Regions from separate parts of the Mus musculus genome. Here all the other regions are linked to region 2. The links are chromatin contacts, called in public Hi-C, HiCAR-type and promoter capture Hi-C maps. All regions are on one chromosome and are shown on one strand. Each heading gives the region's core, a stretch centred on a gene start, on an enhancer-like site or on the middle of the called end of the contact. The rest is flanking DNA. Distances are from core to core; before and after follow the strand shown. Region 1 holds the start of Cpne3 (copine III). Region 2 holds the start of Fbxl4 (F-box and leucine-rich repeat protein 4). Region 3 holds the start of Klhl32 (kelch-like 32). Region 4 holds the start of Wwp1 (WW domain containing E3 ubiquitin protein ligase 1). Region 5 holds the start of Ufl1 (UFM1 specific ligase 1). Region 6 holds the start of Ndufaf4 (NADH:ubiquinone oxidoreductase complex assembly factor 4). Region 7 overlaps Klhl32 (kelch-like 32).

Region 1 (2,816 bases), core at 111-2,610, 2.8 Mb before region 2:
CCAAAAGGGGCCGCCTTTTAAAAAATATTCTCAAAACAGAGGGGGCAGGGTGAGGGGGAGTGTTGAAAAGCAGATAGATTCTGAGAATCCACTGTTGTCACTACAACTACCATCATCATTTATCTTATCGTTATTTATGTATCAGACACTTCGATGAGTGATCTACAAACATTTTATTTAGCCCTCACCACTCTGACACATCAGTGCTATATCCATTTTACAAATGTAGAAACACACCATAAAGGGTTGGGCATCCCACCCAAAGGTTAGACAGATAACAAAACCTCAGAACATACTTGAAACTAGACAGATAGTCACTGCCTTTCTTGTGAAATAAGATTCACTTACTTTTGTAAATCGTAAAGTATTAAAAAAAAAGTACAGACCACAATCGAAACCTAATGCTACCACTTTCAGAGGTGCCAAGTTTCATAAATTAATTCCAGTTTCCTGAGGAGTGAAAAAGATAATAGTCGCATTTATGCTTGTTGTGAGCTAACTATATATAAAAATGGTCTTAACACAGAGGTTGTGGGTCACTGCAAACCACTGGTTATTTTAATCCTACTTCACCCTCTGATTATTGGCGGCCACAAACACAACAGAAAGAAACAAAAGCTGATCGCAGTCAAGTGCATTAGCGCCAACACTAACGGTCACTATGCTCTCAAGTTTCTGACTGCAAAACAAGTAAGTGGCACTGCCCTTCCTTCGCGTCGCGTGTGCAGTGAGCCCAAAGCCCTGGACACAGGTGCAGGAGCTTGCTAGGACTTCACCCAGGCCCAGCTTTGCACCGAATTCAGTAGCACCTTTTCCCTCAGCACGCAGCCTTTCCTCCACCGTTCCCCCACACGACCGGTTCGTCTGGTTCACCAATCTTTCCCCGCTGAGCGGGACCGAGATTTCGGGGCTGTAACCCTTCGCCCCACCCTGCCCTTCCACTCGAGGCCCGCGGATCCCCGGCAGGGTTCTTCAGGTGCGCGAGCCGCAGGCCCAGGAGGCGCTCGCGGCCCCCAGGCTGACCCCCAGCCCCGGACTTCCACGGGCCGCGGACCCAGCACGCGACACTCGGGAGTCCCCAGAGTGGGCACCGGAAACCCACGGAGCACTTCCAGCGCCCGGGGCCCGGAGGGACGGGCCATGGAAGCCTGAGGGCCCTAAGTCTTCCCGCCCGGGACCGGCCCGCTTCCCGGGAGGCTGCAGGCTTGGGCTGGGACACACGGCTCCGGAGCTGGGAAAAGTCACGCACTCACGTGCTATATCGCCGCAGAAGTCGAGTGAGGGTGGAGAGCCAGCGAGGAGCACCGCAAGGCGGCAGGACCGCAGGGGCTTTACTGGAACCTGAGGGCTGGACCGCGGAGGGGCGGGGCTCGTGGGCGGAGTCCCGGAGCGGAGGGGCGAGGGCGGAGCTTGTGGGCGGGACCAAGGTGAAGTTTTGCTTTTGATAGGGAGCTTGCTGCCCAACCCATTTCAACCCATTTTCACTCCCAGTTTTCTTTGCTGCGCCTCAACCCGCTGACCTTTTAAAGAATTCTTACAAAACCCGTAATTGACTTTAGGCAGTAAAATATCTGATCTGGTCTGGGGGGGAGGGGGGGGGGGCTCGGAAGTGAAGAGCACTTGTTGCTCTTGCAGAGTTCCCGGTTTGTAGCTCACAAACATCTAGCACATTCCAGAGGATCTGGCATTCTCTTCTGATCTCCCCAAGGCAGCAGGCAGGTGTGTGTGTATGTGTGTGTGTGTGTGTGTGTGTGTGTGTGTGTGTGTGTGTACAAACATGCAAGCAAAACATTCATACATGCAAAGCAAAACAAATAAACCTTAAAAAAATAAAGAAAGAAAACAGATCTGGACAAGGAAATAGTGTGAAATGCCAGCTCTTAAGCATCCTTCTGTAGAGCGTACACCTTCCCAGAGTAATTTTACATGCTTATTTTATTTAATATATATTTATTTTATTTGGTCGTCACAAAAGCTTTGTTATGTGTTTAGCGCCACGTGCCTTTTCATAAGAATGGTGCAAGAAAATACTGTGAAATGTGGTAGGTAAACAGTTGTTCAATTTGCCTAAAGTCATCAGATTATGCTAATCTCAAAATGCCTATGGTGATGGGTACTCAAAGTCACATCCTTCTATTGAATGAAAATTTAAAATATCTGCTGGAAAAAAATGGGATAAAAATCAACAAAGACAAACGAACAGTATTACAAAAGTTACTTCACTTACATTGGTGAGGGGAAAAAGGCGGGGGGGGGGGGGGACACTCAATAGAAAGGACTAAAGAATGGAATGTGATATGTAAGCTTCCAGAGGAGAAAGGTCATCTCAGTCTTACCCAGCAGTGAACCCTAGAGCGCCAGTGATGAGCAGCCTGGAAAGACATGCCCTTTGTGCAATAGTGGCAGGAATATCATGGAAATAACTCACCACTTTCTGATTGGATTTAAGTTCCACTCCACTCCACAAAATGAAATCCATACCTGGCACTATTATCGAGGCAAAAACAACAGCTAGGCAGGTCACAGACCCAGGGGAGAATCTACTATAAATATTCTGCTCAATGGACAGAGTATCAAGTCAGCTCCTAATGGCTTTTCGTTAAACTCATAGATTAATGCACCTCTCCGCTCTCATCAGAGCAGCTTCTGTTTGCAGCCGTGGTGAACAGAGTCCCGCAAATGTCCAAGGCACAGAGGGTGAGACTAAGGAAAGCATACCCCTAAATGGGATAGTTGCATCATGCCCCCTCCTTCCAAGACCCAGCAGTGATCATTAAAGAAGACAGAAAGCAAAGAATGTAAGAGCTAGAGTCTTC
Region 2 (2,723 bases), core at 129-2,628:
TTCCTGCTGGCCTTGAACTCACTGACATCTGCCTGCCTCTGCCCCCCAATGGCTGGGATTAAAGACATGCTCCACCACACCCAGTTCTAACCCTCTCCTTTTAGAACCTAGCTCACCAGATAGTGTCACAGTTAAGAATGGAAGATGGAAATTGAGTTTGAAGTTTTTGATTAAAATTTCACTTTTGTGTAGATTACACAGCATAGCATAATTGTTTCACTTCATGTGGTGGTCTGGATGAGATACTTTTATATGCTGGGGCCTTTCAATATGTGGTTCCTAGTTGGTCTGTTTGGGGAGGTGGAGGAGGTATGGCTTTGCTGATGGAAGTCAGTCATTGGGCCTGGCTTTGACAGATCAAAGACTTACCTGTTTCGAGTTGGTTCTTTGTACTTCGTTGTTTGCAGTTGGAGATGTGAGCTCTTAGTTGTTTGTGCCACCATACCTGGTGCTTGCTGCAGTGCTCCGGGTATGTAAGTGATTCTTAACCATCTGGAATCCCAAGTCTCATTGTTTTGGCTGTGATGTTTTGTTACAGCGATGGAAAAGAAAGTAACATAAAATTAACAAGTATTCTTTCTATTTTGCTTCTTCAAGAGAAAATTGGAAATCATGAGTGGTTCAGCATATTATTGAGTTTCCCATAAATAGGGCTGGAGAGACAGCTCTTTCAGAGACCCTGTTTGGTTCCCAGAATCCACTTCTGACAGCTCACAAATGCCTGTAATTTCAGCTCCAGGATATCTGATCTCTTCTGCCTTCAATGGCACCTGAACACATGTGTGCGCATGAACAGCACACACACACACACACACACACACACACAGATTAATAAAAAATTAAAATAAATCTTAAAGTTTTTTTTTATTAATGGAAACCTTGTGGAAAGACAGATGTAACGACAACTGAAGAAAGGTTCATTTGAAAAGAAATGGAGACTTAAGGGAGACCCGTGACAGCATCTTCATCACAGGTGGTCAGGTGAATATGCGCCTGCAGGGAAGGTTTGTTTCTGAGGGCTGAAGAATTTGTATATTAATTGGTGGATTGTGCCTGCTGAGAACTTTTACTGCTCTAGAAGTTCTCTTTCTAGTGCTCCTGTGCTGAAGTGCTTTTTTGCATAATACTTGGGTTGAGTCACCAAGTCCGAAGAAGCTCCAGCAGAACTACATTACTTCTGGAGGGCTATCTTTGGCAGGATGAGTAGCGTAAAGGTTCTGCAACCCGCTGCCAGTCCCCGAGCAAACAGGCCATTTCTAAAGCACCACTGGCCTGGCTAATCAGCTCAAACAACCAGGGCAATCCGGCAGCAGCCAGCCCGACCCTGGCCCCGCCCTTCGCCAGGCCCCGCCCCGCCTCCGGCCCCGCCCCGCCTCCCGGCCTCGGTCTTCCTTCCGGGTCGCGCTGGGCCGGGCCCGCCGCCGCGGCAGCAGCACGGGATACTGGGAGCCGTCTCCTGCTGCCCACGCTGCGGGCTTGCGGCGAAGCTCTGTTCGCCCAGTTCCGGACCCTGCAGGGTACGGCGCTTTCTTCCTTCCTCCCTCTTCAAGGTCTCGACGTTCCCCCCTCGGCGTGGGCGGGGCCGGGCGCGCGCCACTCTGGGGAGCGCGGGGCGGAGGCTCTGGGCCCACGCGTGCCTATGGTGCTGCGCCGCTGTGCTGGCGGAGACCGGACGTGGGTGCCGCCGCCTCCTGTCGCGGCTCTCTTGGGCCTGGCACGCTCACGGCGAGCTGCGGACGCTGGGCCTGCAGGCTGCGCAGCCCTGACTTCCCTCTCACGCGGGAAGGTTTCTGTCCAGGCAGGCTCGAGCCAGGAGATGCCAGGCTGCAGCCTTCTTTCCATCGTCTGGGGTGGGCCCAGCCACTTGTCAACTATGTTTGGCGATGGGGTTGGTTCTGCATTTCATCGGCTTCCCAAGTGCTCTTAGTCCCAGAGCTGTCAGCAGTCAGTTCTACTTGTAATCCACAAAGGGTCAGGAAGTTAGCTGGCTGTGGCCCACTGGTCTGCTCTGTTGGGAGCCACCTGCTCCCTCTGCTTCCTGCGCACACTCTGAGGAGATCCTAAGGCAGGCACACTGCTTATCTTGCCCACTCTCTCGTCCTACACGATTAATGAGTACAGGGTCCCTCGCACTCCTCTGTCTTGGAGTAAGTCTTGGGTGGAAGTGAAGTCTCATCTAGTGGCGCTAAGAATTAGACAGTCTTGAGTAGTCATTGAATTCCATTATTTCCAGACTTGCGTACCAATTTGAAAAATTCCTGTCCCACGTTTTGGCTCTTTTGAACCCTATTCCGTCTTTGTTTTCAAAGTCAGAGAGGTCAGGGCCTAAGACCTGGTTGTTTGTGGTCCTGTTGCTGCTGTCTTACAGTGTTGTTTACAGCTGATGTTTTGCTTTCAAATATGGTCGTCGAATCTTTACCAAGCCACTGCCCAGTCTTCTCAGCTTGGAAGCGTTACTATTTGCCGTCTTCGCTGTTCTAAGTTTGGAGTCCTCTTGGGTCTTTCATAATATGGATTGTGACTAACCCCCACCCCCCTCCGTGCACGTGCCCCATGGTTTGTTGTCTTACTCAACTTTGGTGTGAGATAAATAATGCTGTGCCTTCTTGGTTATTACTGGCCAATGACTTCATCCCAATTTGTCGAGTTCTGTTCTTTTTCTTCCTGTCAAGTGCTGGTATATGGTGAACACTTGGCGCCCGTGTATTCTTGAGACCTTCTGA
Region 3 (2,700 bases), core at 162-2,661, 2.5 Mb after region 2:
CCTCACGTTCACTCACTAAACATCTGAGAGGAAAAGAAAAATCAGCCCTAGTCAGTCCAGGTACGAGGGACTCCTGTGAGGTCAGGCGTATGGTGTCCTTCATGGGCCTCATTTTAGGAAAGGGTTCTTCCGTATTCCAGAAGAAAACAAAATTCTAATGTGAGCGTTGTTCTAGGACAGTATGCCAGGGCAAGCACTTCATGTCTACCTCTATCAACATAGAAACGAAGCTTTAACTTCTAATCAACCAATTAGGCTGGAAGATGGAATTTCACAAACGGGCTGCAGTGGACACAGAAATGTCAGAAACGCTGTATGTCGTGAGTGAATGTCATCTATACTGTTGCCTTAGAAATTCACAGGCGCTGTTCCCCTTCTGGCCAATTTACAACAGAAAAGCTTCCCGGTGTGGGAGCCACAATAAAAATCATCTGCTCTTACAGTTAATTTAATACTAGTGAAATGCAAACTAGAACTGGAAACAGAAGGAAAGGGCAGCTTCTAAATTAAATTTCTTTTAAGGTCACCAAGATGGTAGTAAATTACCATGTAAGACACAATCCATTGAAAAACTCATCTGACTGACGGGTCCTTTAAAAAAAATCGCATACGTATAGTCACTTTCTTAAAGTTGAATGAAACCACTGTCTGAATACAAATTAACGACTGCTAAGTTGCCACAAGGTCCTCAATGCACATACTACTTTGTTTTAAGTCAAAATAAAAAGGATCTAAGAAATCACTTCTTCCAATGTATGTCCCAAGGCTGATGTTTAAACACGTCTCCTTGGCAACCAGGAAGCATAGTGCATACCGGGTTGGGGGAGGGGGTTGCAACTCTAGGTTGGTAGAATAAGTAACCAGAGTAGTAATTGCTCCCGCTAGACGTTGCCAGCAGAGGCTGCATCTTCTGAAACCGCAACTCCAGGTCTCGCCGGGTCTGGCTCATCCGCAGCCTCCCACCCTCTCCCATGGGTCTGCTGACACTAATTCCGAACCTGTCACAAGGAGAGAGACTGGCTTACCCGATGGAGGGGAGCAGTCTGCTGGGCTTGATACCCCAGGGGCTCCAGCGGGCACCAGGCTCTCTGCCAGGCAAGACAGCTCTGCTTTCCTCTCGACCCTGGGGAAACTGCAGCAGCTCCGTCTGCCCTGCCCGGGCTGCAGCAGTGATGATCGCGCGCTCTGGCGTGTGTGTGGATGCGAGTCGGTGTGCGCGCTACCCCGCGCGCTCCCGAACTCCAGGGGCTTCGGAGAGGGACCGGGATGTGTCGGCAGGAAGAGAAAGCCAGCCAGCCCCGCAGGTGGCGCGTGCGACCCGGCCCGCTCTACCCTCCCAGCAGCCGGTCTCCAGCCTCCCCTCACAGCCGCTCCGCCCTCCTGCCGGTGCGCGCTCCCGCCCCGCCGCGTTCGCCCGTGACACGCGCGCTCCCCGGAAGTCCCCCTCTCCGCGCTCCCGCACCCGAGCCGCTTGTCGCGGGTCACGCGCACAGCCTGCTACTCCCGCAGGCCTCTGCTGCTACTATGGCCCTGACACTAAATCCTGGTCCCAGGCCTCCTAGGGCTGGAAGTGTCTAAGCCTGCAGGTGCCACCTTCCCCATGGAGCGCGCTCCCCTGTCCCTGACTTGGCTGACTTATTCAGAGGCACTAGCCCAGAATAGCCTGCTGTGGCCTTCTGAGAATTCTTGTTAATAATGTACCTTTGAGGATAAGTGTGGAGCAACTTTTTAAGAAACCATAGCCTGCATAGGTAGACTTGTCCTGAACCAGAGCGAAGAGGGAGTATTTGACTATCACTAGACAGCACTAAAACGCTGACACCATTGTTGAATTACCAGGCTTGGCATAGCTGAGGGGCAGTGTGTAAACACGCTGAGAAACTCCCTTTTATGGAAAATGAATAATTTTAATAAGTAATACTGCACCTCTGAATTGGAAACCTTGGTCGAATGTGAAGTCAAGAGTGGTAGACTTGAAGTTGGAGAGAAATACTTAGTAGACACGAGTGAATTAAAATACTGCAAGACTTAAAATATATCCAGGAATTCTACAAAACGGAAAGGTTTGTGTTCTTCCATACACTGGAGCTAGCAGAGAGGCCTAGATCCGTTTTGATTTCTTAATTTTTCTCAAACCAATGGTTCAGCAATCATTTTCCACTTTTAGACCCACAAGAGTTTGAGATGTGTTTGGTCTTCTGAGATCTGCCTGTCTCCGCTCTTTAATGCCACGATTTCCATATTGGACTAACGGATGCTGACCTAACACTCCTGGACACCAGAGTATATGCAGAGAAAAGTATTACACCTGACTGCAAAGAAGGTTAGTGCTAGACTCTAGAATATTTCTTAAGCAACTGCTTCTTCATTTTATGCTGGAAGATCAAATGTGAAAGCATTATGACCCTCAAAATATTAACAATGGTGTCAAGACATAAGACGCTGCATCTTCAGCTTTAGCATGCTTACTGATGGTGTCAGTTTGTAAGGTCTTGTTTATGAAGCCATTTCCAGGAAAGCTAAAGTTCCTAGTATTTGGGCTCTTACAATCTTTCCTCTGCTTCTGCGCGCGTGGCCCCTGAGCTGCAGAGGAGCTGTGCTGTGCTATGTCCATTGAAGCTGAGGTCTCTTGATCTGTTAATCTATGCTCAGTTGTGTTTTCCTGTGATGGTCTCCATTTGCTGTAAAAAGATGCTTCTA
Region 4 (2,827 bases), core at 85-2,584, 2.6 Mb before region 2:
CCTGGGTTTCAAAAGTACAGTGTCTTAAAAGCAGCTCTACATTTTACGTGAAGAATTATTTGGAAATGTTAATAATCTATGTCTCAAAGAGCTAAGTCACATTTCTCAAGCATCTCAATTTCAACAGCTCCAACACTTGGACATTATCTTTGAATTTAAAATGTTAACTAGTTATTTAAAAAATGGTAATTTTCAGTCAGCTTAAGCACATAGTTTTATGGCTCAAGGAAGTTAGATAAATGAAAGAATGTCTTTTTTAAAAGGAGAGTTTTACTAGCAGTTACATACAGACTTGGTGAGACATGTTAAGTGGATTTATACATAAGCAAAAACTCTTACAGAAACCTACAGACAACTGTGAACAGGGTATTTCATCAGGGGTAAAAAAAACACCAAATGGGGAGTGGGAAGGTAACTCTGGCATTTTTTTCCATAACTCTAAGTAGCGGCATTTTAGGGGGAGGAATTCAATTTTATGCACACAAAAAGATGAAACATTAACAGGGAAAACACAGACATTTGTGAAATATTTTATGGTGGACGAGTAAAATATTTCAAAAGCATAATAGATACACCTTCTTTTTGGTAATAATGAAGAGGAATCGCTTAGAGCAAAAGAACTTACAACTCCAAACCGATGAGTAGAAAGCCATACAGCCCTAAGCCACAAACTGATCATTTAAGGACTGTAAAGGCTAAAGGCGACGGGCAAAGTACCAAATCCTAACAATACTACATTTTAAAAGAAGATTTAAAGGAAAAGGACCCAAATCACGAGATGAGGATTAGAAAATTTTGCAAGGTCACTTGAACCTACCAGGTCACCAAAGGTGGAGATTAAGATTGTTGGTGAGAGGAGGTGCGGAGTCAGTGAAAAAAAAAAAAAAGCTGAATGCTAAAAACGTGTCAGAAAAGGACGTTCTGAGGCTGGCGTCCCGGCTCGCGCCGGTGGGATCCGGGTGAAAGTCAGGGCAGCAGTTCTGAGGCGGGGAAGCTGGGACGCCAGCAAGCCGCCGGTCAGGAGGCTGAGCACTGCAGTCACCGAGCCACTTCGCCGGGCTCCGGTGTCACCCGCACAGGCCGGTGCCAGGGCCAGCTCGGGGCAAGCCCGGCGACCCCACCCCGGCGAACTCCGGCCCGGCCGCCCTCCAGAGCCCCGCTGTACTTACCCGCGCAAAGCTGCGGCTCCCGGGGCCCGCAGCCACCGCGGCGGCGCCTCCTCAGCCCTCCGCGCCCAAGATCGCCATCTCGCAGCAGGCGTCGGCCGGGCAGCTCAGGCCGCCCGCAGCCACTCGGATCCCGCACGCCAAGCGCGCCGACACCCGGCCCTCCCCCCACCCACCCCGGCCTACACCTCCCTTCCTCGGGAGCGCGCAGCGTGCTCGCGACTCCGCTGCCGCTGCCGCGCACGGGCGCGCCTCCCCGCCGGGGCCGCTCTGAGCCTCTGGTCCAGACCGGGAATCCAGCTGCCCTCGAGCATGCGCAGCGAGCGCGCGCCCAGCCCGCCTAGGGGCCACTCCGCTCCTCCGGGTCTTCCAGGCGGTCAGGCGGAGAGGCACGCCAACCAATAAGGGAGAGGAGGTGGAGCCAGAGCCGGAAAGGGGGCGGGGCAGCCGCCGGGAAGCCGGTGGTGACTTGTGAACAGCAGCTACCTGGTCTGTTCAGTCAGCTGCAGAGCTTCCTGCATAACCTCAGGGAAGACCCTCCAGGCACGTCCGTGCTTTCGCAGCCAAAGTAGGCTGCGAAGGAAAACCCCTTGACCTCGCTTTAATATTTGATTTAGGGTCCATTAGTAATGGTAGTCACACGAGACCATTGTGTTGGTAATGAAATTGTTCCTTTCTCTTGGCACCACAGTGGCCCAGGGACAAAGCTACTACTGATTGAGCAAGTGCATATATCCCTTTTCGTACAGTTAATGGACACAGTAATTCTGAAAGGTAGCTGTCTCTTGACTCTTTGACACAATGAGTCAACTGGTTTAGAAAAGAGCTGTTGGTAATTTACATTGCGAGAAAGGTCACACTGCAGTGTAATGACCACATTACTCACCATATGGCCCGCCATTCTACTTCAGAGAAAGAACAAAAGTTCTTCCAGAATAAATAGTACATTTAGCCAAACACCTCAGCTAGACCTCACAAATTAATTTAAACCCACCCCAGAGCCGACTAGTTCTCTTGTCAGAAAAGTTCACGAATCCTGGCTTCTTGTTGCCTGTGACACCTTTAACTTCACTACTCCATAGGTAACAAGTTCTCAGCCTAATCACCTTGTAACATTTCTGTTCTAAATATCTTGTTAACATTAAACCACCTTTCTGATTCACTCCGTTGTTGCTGCAACTTTTGAAGAAGAGAAAAAAGTAGTCTACCAAGAAGAACACTAAGGCTCCATGAGTATTTGTAGGACTCAGTAAATACCACTTGAATGAACAAACGTTCATTCTTTTCCACTCTGGTCCATTAGTTACTAGCCCCTAATTTTACATATAAGTTAGGGGCATATGCCTATGGTGCACAAAAATCTCTCAAAAATGTACATGACAATTTTACTTTTCTTCAACCTATTCCTCTTGCTGTGATAAATGACTGGTCCAAAACAACTTAAGGGAAATGGAGTTTACGCTGGCTCATACCTAGTGACCGGAGCTTGAAGCAGCTGGTCACAATAAACCAGAAGTGAGGAAATAGAGTGAGAGGCATGCTTATCATGCCTTTGTTGCATATAGCCCATGGAATGGCCCTGCCCACCTCAGTTACCAGAAGCAAGATAATCCTTTGAAGGCAATGTCAATAGGCCATCTCCCAGGTGATTCTAGATTCTG
Region 5 (2,700 bases), core at 168-2,667, 2.9 Mb after region 2:
ATGAAGGCTGATCATCAAGTTATCAGTAGAGAAGGGTTACAGCTCAGGGGTAGTATTTGCCTAGTTTGTGCTCTGGATCTGATACCCAACACAAAGAGGAAAGAAGGAGCCATTGAGGAGAATGCCCTATAACCTCCACGTAAGTACTTATTTTTAATTTAATGTATTTTCTTCAAACATCCGGTAAAGACAAAAGCATGACACTGAGGAATTACTTACCACCTCGGACATGTAGCTCGTCTCTCATTTCTTTACTGATTTGGGCTGGAGTGATATATTCCTTGCCGTCAAGTGTATGGACTACTTCCAGCTGTTTCTGAGAGATCAATTTATTCACAATCTCAATGCAGTTCCGCTCTGACAACCTGTGCGAAGCCAGGAGTTTAAGAGTGTACTTGCTATGCCGCCCCCCCCCCCCCCAGGTATTTGAAAGCAAAATTTTGAGTAACTTCTACATTACAAAATCTGTCCTTTATTAGTATGATGATATTGGTTGAGTAATTTAAAAAGAAAACTTGAGAGTAGGTTTATATTCCCTTGAATTATTTATTTAATTCACACACGTCACTGTATTATGATTCTACAGATGTTCTCTCCTAGTCCTGCCTTCAAGTATCAAATTTTCCAGCTGAAAACAAACAAACTTTTCTTTAAAATCACAGTATGTTGGCCTTACTGGTACAGTTGGTGTACAGACAGGTCATGTGGCTTAGCAGAACTATAGGTACTATAATGTTAGCTACTCACAGCCATCTTGCACTAAATTTTTTCCCCGGGTTTTGTTGTTTGTTTGTTGTGAGAGTGTATGTATGTCTGTAGCTCTCAATGTTATAGAACAGCATCAACGGACTACTGTGTTTAGGTCCAAGAGAAATAAAATACTACAAGAACTCGTTGACAGGGAGACAAAGTCTATTCGCCTTATATATGCGATGTGTAATCACGGGCGCAGAGTCGGGGTAATTCGGCCACTCCCCCATTTCTGGAGTGTAGAAAAGTTGGTGTCCCGGAGTCCCTAAAATATGACAGATGGCATGTGGGCCTGGCTTAGATCTGTGGCTGCACGTAAAAAGGATTTGGAGGAGGGACAGACTACTTGCTGCGCGCTGCACTGGGGACTTTGCAAGCTCGCCCTAGGCCGGGCAGCGAGCGCCTCTACCGACAGCCGCCGCAGCAGACCGGCTCCGGGGTCCCACCGCGTTCCGGCAGGCAGTGCGGGAGCGGGGCAGCGTCCCGGGCCTAAGCCGGCTCCACACCGCAGGGAACCAGCACCTTTGCGTGGACTCTGCAAACTGCGCCCGCTGGAAGTCAGCCGCCAGCCGCCGGATCTCCTCCCAGGCGTCCGCCATCACTGCTCCGCTCGCCCCGACACAGGGAAACGGCAGACACGTCAGCCTTCAGCCTGCCGCAGGCACCCCGGGACGGACCGCGCAGAGGGCCAAGAGACCTGCGTCAAGGAAATTCGCGAACAGAAACGCGACTGCCGAGCTCTCCGCCCTCAGCTGGGCGTGGCCTGCGGGAAGCGGCTTCCTAAACTCCTACAAAGCCAAGCTGATGCTGACTCAGTAATCCTTTTTGCAAGGTTCCTGTTTCTGTCCAGCAACCATCAAATGATCTTCCGCCCTTGCTGAGCGGACGAGACATACTTCTTTTGTGGGACTCTTACAAACCGTGACTAATCCACTTTGAACAGTGAATGGGGCTTTTACTTGAGCCAAGAATGAAGTCAGTTTTAGAGAAACTTGTTCCACACTACTGCATCAGTTTGAATTTTGTTCTTCCAAAATGAATCTATTTGGGTATAGCAAACGCCATGGACTTCAGTTCATGTGTTCTAAAGCTTATTATTATTATTATTATTATTATTATTATTATTATTATTATTATTTACTCGGACAAAGGAATAATCGTTGCTGGGAGTGAAACTAGGGAAGGCAATGGCATTGTACTTCTTAGACAAGATAACTGCTGCCATTGTTTATTCACACATACCATTTTCCAATCTTAATCAATGGGGAAATCAGAAGGCTGATTGTACTTAGTAAAGAATATTTTGCTTCTTTCCTATGTAAATATATTAGTCCATATAACACGTCCAGTAGATAAATCCATTTGGCTTCTGAAGTGCCTAGCTTTGATTAAATTTAGAGAACTCCATGATAAAGCTTGGCATTCCATCTTATCCTTTGAAGCAGACTCTCTCAGAAAGGTAGGCCAGCCTCCCATCAAGTAGGTTTACTGGCCAGCCAGCCCCTGAGTTTCCTCCTGGCTTCATCTCCCAGTCAGGTTGATGATCATACCCAGGTTTCAAGATGAGCTTGGGCTCTGAATTCAAGTCTGTATGCTTGCACAGAGAGCACTTTAACCTTCAAGCATCTTCCCACCCATCATTTTAAGTGCTTTGGAGGGAGGGAGGGAGGGAGGGAGGGAGGGAGGGAGGGAGGTAGTAATTTTTGACCAATATATGATATTACAGAGGAACTTTAAACAGAGCAAACACTACGCAGCTGTTTTTTAAAGGGTAGGAGATTCTTTTAAAGAACGAACTTGTATAGATTTGGAGAGCTGACATTCCATTCTTTATAAAATTTTATGATAGCTGTCTGTAGTTGTACAAATACCTTGTTAATGTTGACATGCAGACAGTCTGTGGATAGTTGATGTCTTTAGCTACAGTGTGTACAGGATTTATTACACATT
Region 6 (2,747 bases), core at 126-2,625, 2.5 Mb after region 2:
GTGTCAAATCCAAGCTTTCCTGCGTGTAGAAATTCACAGATCTTTAATTTTGTACTATCTGCTGTCCTGGACTCACTCGAAACTCTTGTGTAAGGTTACTTTCATGTAGCCCTAAGTTTGGTGGAATCACATGAAAATTTAAAATACTTTAGCAGGCAGTGAGTGGAATTGCTACTATAATTCTTAAAGCACAGAACAGACTTAATGAGGCCAAGGAACATTTCTTGATGTCCAGAGAAATTGGTTTTAAAAAAAAGGCACCCAGTTATGAACTTGTTTAAAAAGCTCTCAGATGGAAATCTTGGAGCAGACTGCCACCTTCAGGATAACTAACAAATTAACTCACTGAACACGGTTTTAGCTTCTACATAACCCATCTCCAGAGACAGGTTTCATAAGCAACAGTGAGAACTTTACCCCTCTAGTGTTTTCTCTATTATGAAACAGTTTAATTAGTAATAGTCCTTAAAAAAATGAAAACCCCTCCCCCTAATTTTTTTCTTTAAGTTGGTTAGACACAACTAATCTATTCACCTAACCAACCAGGCTAAAATCTTTAATAGATTTCACAACCACAGTCTGGGAAAAATATTAATTCGAAAACTTATTTTCTTGCTGGTGGGCTTTAAAAACTATGGGCCAATCACATTGAATACTTTCGGAAACGTAAAAGAAGGAAGAGACAAAGGGTGGGTGGAAGAGAAGGGGAAAGGAAGATAGAATGTGTACCGTAGATTTTTTTTTTCTTTTTCCAAATACAGCGTTAAGTTACACCAGGGTTTGCCAAGATTACAGAGACTCGAGAGGCAGTAGAGCTGAGAAATGGGGCTGAGAAGAGCACGGTGATTCAGCGCTAATGGAGGAGTATGTCAAGTTAGTACTACTTATGAGAGAAGGGGAAGGAAAGCCTAAAACTCATAGCACTAGGGACAAAGTGGCAGGAAAATGGTATGTCAAGATAGTGAAAGAGTTAAAACAAACAAACAAAACCAACACAAAATTGGCTCAGAAAGCTCCAGGCAAGGGACAGGAAAATAAGGGCTGTTAGAATGGAATTGCGGCTGAGAACAAATATTCTCAATTTCTCAAAAGCATGGGCAGGTAAATTCAGAACCTTGACCCTGCGCTCTGCCCTCTGAAGAGGTTGGAAGATCTCCGCTCCACACTGGCTACTCGGGATTTTGCAACCGTGGGATCACAGCAGCTCATCCTTAAAGACTCCGGAGTCGCCGGCCGGCGTCCCTGACAACGCCCAGATGTCTGCGCATGCGCCTGTGCGGAAGGGTGGGCGGGGCGGAGTCCAGGGTGCGTCCTCCCGGCCACCAGGGGGCGACGAGCGCGTCCTCGGCGTTTTACCGGTGCCTGGCCCCTGGTGTGCGCATGCTCCGTGCGTACAGAGGTCACCGGTGCCGGTGGCTTCTACACGTGCGTAGTGAACTAAGGGCATCATGATTTAGAGATGGGGGCTCGCGTGACCCGCGCCTTAAGGAACTTCAACGTGGAGAAGCGAGCGGAGCGAGAGATCAGCAAGAGGAAGCCCTCCATGGCACCCAAGCACCCTTCTACCCGCGACCTCCTGCAGGAGCACCGGAGTCGTGAGTGCAGTCCCTCCCAGGCCTCCGGTGACATTGAGGTCGTCCCCGCGCGGGCCCCGGGTGGTGGCGGCTGGAAGGAATCCCGGAGCCCAAGGCAGCCCGCGCTCTCTCCCGGCGTCTGCGCAGGCTGCACGCAGACTCTCGTCCAAGTGTTTGCCCCAAGATGTCCAGATGATTTTTTTTTTTAATATTGTACATGTTTACGAGTTTAGAGATTTTTTTCCTTAAAAAAAAAAAAAAAAGATACTATGGCTTATTTTCTTTCCTTAGAGTATCCAGAAATCGAAGAAGTTGTTTCTAAAAAAGATAACAAGCTGCTGTCATTGCTAAGAGATGTATATGTCGATTCCAAAGATCCGGTGCCTGCCTTGCCGGTAATGTATACGTTAATTAAGTTGGCAGTTTATTTTGGAGGTCTGAGAAAGTGATCAAGAAAAAGAGGGCAACGAGTGAAAGTGCAAAGTGTGTGTGTGTGTGTGTGTGTGTGTGTGTGTGTGTGTGTAGAGGGGAGCAGTCAGTGTAGAGCACAGACAGCTAGACACAGGCAGGCCTGGACCCCCTTCGATACTTAGGGTATACTTAGGGTATACTTAGGGTATACTTAGGGTATACCGAAAGACCTGTGAAGGGATTGATTGGATGGACCTGTGTGAATTGTTTATTGCAGAAGTTGTAGGGTTGGGTTACGGCATTTTTTAGTGGTTTTCTGAGTGACCAGTATGACTTTGAGAGCTATTTCATATTCTGTAAATTAAGATGCTCTTAATGACAACCTCAGTGTTTGGGGGTTTGGAGTGGGGGCACGTTCATAGTTTTGAGGATGTGTCCCAACAGGATATGTAATATTATATGTAAGTTAATATAGCATGCTGGAATGATGGGTATGTCTCCTGTGTCAGGTGTAAGTGTTGTGTGTAGTGATTAAAACAGTAATTACTCTCTGAGGCCCATGGTACGTTGCGGACCACAGACCATTCCGTGGATGAGCAGCTGTACAACTATAATGTAATTACGGGCTGGGGAAGATGAAAGGCTGCTTCTGAGGAAGTGACATTTAACCCTGGGCCTGGAGTGCAAATTGAAGTTGCAGCCTGGAAGGCAAAGAATTAGATTAAATGAAGAGGAAGTACCAGCCACAGCCCTCAAAGTTTT
Region 7 (2,700 bases), core at 110-2,609, 2.3 Mb after region 2:
GTCATGGGACAGTACAACTTACTGGCTTGCTTGCTCCCTATGGCTTGTTCGGCCTGCTTTCTCTTGCTCCCTAGTTCAGGAGTGGCACTGCCCAGAATGGACTGGGCCCTCCCACATCAATCACTCAGGTCTCTATTATCAACAGCTTTTTAAAGCTTGAAGATACCCACACTAATGGTTCTGATCCTGTGGGTCTCAACCCTTTGGGGGCGGGAGTCACCTATCAGATATTCTGCATATCAGATATTTACACTGCAGTTCATAACAATGACAAACTTACAGTTATGAGGTAGCAACAAAGTAATTTTGTGCTTGGAGGTCACCCTAACATGAAGAGATGTATTAAGGCTTGCATCACTTCAAAAGTTAAGGGCCACTACCCTAGAGGAAGAGCCACCTGTTGTGTAGCAGTTTCCTCTACGGTTAAAACCTTCCATCTTGGAGGCAGGCGGATTTCTGAGTTCGAGGCCAGCCTGGTCTACAAAGTGAGTTCCAGGACAGCCAGGGCTGTACAGAAAAACCCTGTCTCGAAAAACCAAAAACAAAAAAACAAAAAAACAAAACAAAACAAAACAAAAAAAAAACAAAAACCTTCCATCTTGGAAGGAAATATCTTCAGACATAGGATATGAAAGGGAGGTGAAACAACAGGATATTTTAGGAAATGATGCTTACATAGAGGGGAAACAATGGGCTGTTCTAAGAAGAGGTGAAGTTCTCCATCTGCAGGGCAGCTCCTTCAAACAGGAAGGAAACAACTCTAAATGGCTTTAGGAAGTCCCTTTAACTGACCCCATTCAGTACTCCTCTCCTTCCCCAAAAGTATAGAAACAGCAGAGACTACTGGGAGTCTCTCTTCAAGCTAAGCTACAAAGAAGATCGTCAGAAAAGCTGCTTCGAAGAGACTCAGCCCCAGCAGCCTGGAAGAAAGAGACCCTTCAGGCATCCTGGAAGGAGCAGAGAGAGCAGCCAAATTGCCTAAACAAAGAAAAACCAGACAAACTGGAAGAGTCGCATACTAACTGGGGCACTATGACAGAACCCGATCCATCATGTTGAGGTAACACAGCTGTTTGAGTCATTTCTGTTCCTGTAACTAATCCCTCGCCCATATCCCTGTAAATAATCTCAGTAAAACTCATTGGCTCACCAAGTTTGACTTTGGTGTTATCCGTGCTTTGATCTGTCATTAGTTTCCTATCTAGGGTGAGTTGACATTTGTTCTCATCTCTTCAGGAGTGATATCACAAAAATAATGACCATCTTCTTAAATCAAATGGCCTTATTTGCAAGTGTTCTGTAAAAGGGCAATGTTCTGGGCCTCATTTTTTGCCAAGAAAGGAGGAACCTCTCTTCTTCCAGGAAGAATGCTACTTCTGTATAAACCACTCTGGAGCCGTCAGTCTGAGATGCAGCCAAAAAACCTTTGAGCCTGAGCAAATGAACTTTGCTGACATTCCAACTCTAGGGGGCGGTACCCAGCCTGGGATGCTGACTGCCAGGGCTGGCTCGCTCCTATTTGCGGTAGTCTTCGGGCCCTGCCATCTTGGTTTTTTTTTTTTTTTTTTTTTTTTTTAGGCTATTTTGTATTCAAGAAACTGAACTCCTTTATCAAGGGCACCACCAAAAAGCCATTCCAACAGCAAGCATAGTTCACATTTTCTGATGCCTAAGACTGCTCCAAAAGCCCCTGCTTACTGAGGCCCTTGTCTAGGAACAAGTTACAAGAGCAACAGCTATGCCTCTATTGCTTTTTGTTTGTTTGGTTTTTGTTTTGCCTAGCTAGTGCAAACAAGTCAGAAATGTTAACTAGAACCGTGTCATTTTGGAAAGCTGTACCATTTGGATTAAACAGTAACAATTTATGCAGTAAAATAATTTGTCTAGATTCTTGCACTCTCTGACCCCTAACCCTAGAAATAGCTAGCAACCAGAGACGTACCAGTCACCCAGTTTTTAAGACACCTCCCTCACAATGGCTGACCACAAGTTGAACATGGAAGCATTTCAGTCTCCTTTTAACCCTGCCACTAGCCCACCCTTGTAGTGGGTCCCTGGCTATGGGTCTTGCTTTATATTTATAGCCCCTCTACAGGCCTGTTCTTGAATAACACCTGTGCTATTCTTGAGTCCCTGATTCCCTTTATTGCTCCTTCTTGCCAGCTCTAAGATCACTCAATATCTATCAAAACCATGCAAGGTTAAGTATTGCCTTCAATTTTTAGAGAAGAAAACAGAAAAATTAAGTGACTTTCTCGAGATAACTTGGCTGTAAATGGTAGCTCTAGCCAGTATTTTAATCCAAGGATGTAGCCCAGAAGAGCCAGGACTTAGTGCCTTCCCCCAAATGAATACTGTGTGATTCCCTGGCCCAGCAGTGACTGCATATGTTAAGCAGATGTAATGTATTTAATCTGGGAGGGAAAAAGAACGCTTTTGGCAGATTTTCTCCTAAACACTCCCCAGTAAACTGGCAGGAAGGAGACACGTGGGAAGCGGCAGTGCCAGACTGCCAGCTTATCCTCCGGCCAAAAGGAAGTAACAGGAAAGGAGAATAACAGAGAAAAATCTGGAAACACAGACGAGTCACCTGCATGCTCACACAGCGGCCTGTGTGTCCTGGTCACCTCAGGCACATCAGATTAGAGTCAGGCTACATGCCAGACAGCCCCAGGCCCACAAAATTAATAAGAATGCTTT

What was found. Promoter capture Hi-C pulls out the DNA fragments that hold promoters and counts their contacts. Hi-C and Micro-C count contacts between places; a contact is called where the count stands out from the background. HiCAR-type assays count read pairs that join an accessible place to other places. Capture Hi-C pulls out chosen DNA fragments and counts their contacts.
Region 1: a promoter capture Hi-C map of pre-B cells shows a contact between it and region 2. The contact joins the promoter of Cpne3 here to the promoter of Fbxl4 in region 2. A contact is called at or near these places in 1 of 39 promoter capture datasets (pre-B cells) and 1 of 484 Hi-C or Micro-C datasets (rod photoreceptor).
Region 3: a contact with region 2 is called in a HiCAR-type map of astrocytes, with 5 times the contacts expected there. The contact joins the promoter of Klhl32 here to the promoter of Fbxl4 in region 2. A contact is called at or near these places in 2 of 39 promoter capture datasets (cranial neural crest and hippocampal neurons) and 1 of 115 datasets of contacts at active chromatin or transcription factors (astrocytes).
Region 4: a Hi-C map of rod photoreceptor shows a contact between it and region 2, with 5 times the contacts expected there. The contact joins the promoter of Wwp1 here to the promoter of Fbxl4 in region 2. A contact is called at or near these places in 1 of 39 promoter capture datasets (pre-B cells), 2 of 484 Hi-C or Micro-C datasets (CD4 T cells and rod photoreceptor) and 1 of 9 other capture datasets (adipose tissue).
Region 5: a HiCAR-type map of astrocytes shows a contact between it and region 2, with 10 times the contacts expected there. The contact joins the promoter of Ufl1 here to the promoter of Fbxl4 in region 2. A contact is called at or near these places in 3 of 39 promoter capture datasets (hippocampal neurons, liver and pre-B cells), 2 of 484 Hi-C or Micro-C datasets (CD4 T cells and natural killer cells), 1 of 115 datasets of contacts at active chromatin or transcription factors (astrocytes) and 2 of 9 other capture datasets (adipose tissue and liver).
Region 6: a promoter capture Hi-C map of adipose tissue shows a contact between it and region 2, with 10 times the contacts expected there. The contact joins the promoter of Ndufaf4 here to the promoter of Fbxl4 in region 2. A contact is called at or near these places in 7 of 39 promoter capture datasets (the C10 cell line, cranial neural crest, frontonasal cranial neural crest and 3 more), 3 of 484 Hi-C or Micro-C datasets (CD4 T cells, CD8 T cells and Th1 cells), 1 of 115 datasets of contacts at active chromatin or transcription factors (astrocytes) and 2 of 9 other capture datasets (adipose tissue and liver).
Region 7: a contact with region 2 is called in a HiCAR-type map of astrocytes, with 11 times the contacts expected there. The contact joins the enhancer-like site here to the promoter of Fbxl4 in region 2. A contact is called at or near these places in 5 of 39 promoter capture datasets (the C10 cell line, cranial neural crest, liver and 1 more) and 1 of 115 datasets of contacts at active chromatin or transcription factors (astrocytes).

Annotation. Positions count from the first base shown.
Region 1 is chr4:19,568,748-19,571,563 of GRCm38.p6, forward strand. Cpne3 (copine III) reads right to left here and starts at 1,361. Exons shown (of 16, transcript NM_027769.3): 1 at 1,254-1,361.
Region 2 is chr4:22,356,165-22,358,887 of GRCm38.p6, forward strand. It overlaps Fbxl4 (F-box and leucine-rich repeat protein 4), which reads left to right and starts at 1,379. Exons shown (of 9, transcript NM_172988.4): 1 at 1,379-1,517.
Region 3 is chr4:24,849,713-24,852,412 of GRCm38.p6, forward strand. Klhl32 (kelch-like 32) reads right to left here and starts at 1,412. Exons shown (of 11, transcript NM_001163020.2): 1 at 1,026-1,412. It overlaps Gm31379 (a long non-coding RNA gene), which reads left to right and starts at 1,349. Exons shown (of 3, transcript XR_390445.4): 1 at 1,349-2,063; 2 at 2,168-2,323.
Region 4 is chr4:19,707,670-19,710,496 of GRCm38.p6, forward strand. It overlaps Wwp1 (WW domain containing E3 ubiquitin protein ligase 1), which reads right to left and starts at 1,335. Exons shown (of 25, transcript NM_177327.5): 1 at 1,170-1,335.
Region 5 is chr4:25,280,404-25,283,103 of GRCm38.p6, forward strand. It overlaps Ufl1 (UFM1 specific ligase 1), which reads right to left and starts at 1,418. Exons shown (of 20, transcript NM_001355512.1): 1 at 1,273-1,418; 2 at 220-365. The coding sequence starts at 1,349.
Region 6 is chr4:24,896,708-24,899,454 of GRCm38.p6, forward strand. Ndufaf4 (NADH:ubiquinone oxidoreductase complex assembly factor 4) reads left to right here and starts at 1,376. Exons shown (of 3, transcript NM_026742.4): 1 at 1,376-1,595; 2 at 1,866-1,969. The coding sequence starts at 1,460. It overlaps Gm46848 (a long non-coding RNA gene), which reads right to left and starts at 1,415. Exons shown (of 3, transcript XR_001784261.2): 1 at 1-1,415.
Region 7 is chr4:24,619,157-24,621,856 of GRCm38.p6, forward strand. All of the region lies in intron 10 of Klhl32 (kelch-like 32), which reads right to left. Among named protein-coding and RNA genes, the nearest start is that of Gm31436, 48 kb to the right of the region's middle. Within about 2 kb of position 1,360, at least 33 of the 459 cell types and tissues checked have an H3K27ac peak or open chromatin away from gene starts, as enhancers often do. A contact at or near this core is called in astrocytes, where this site is marked.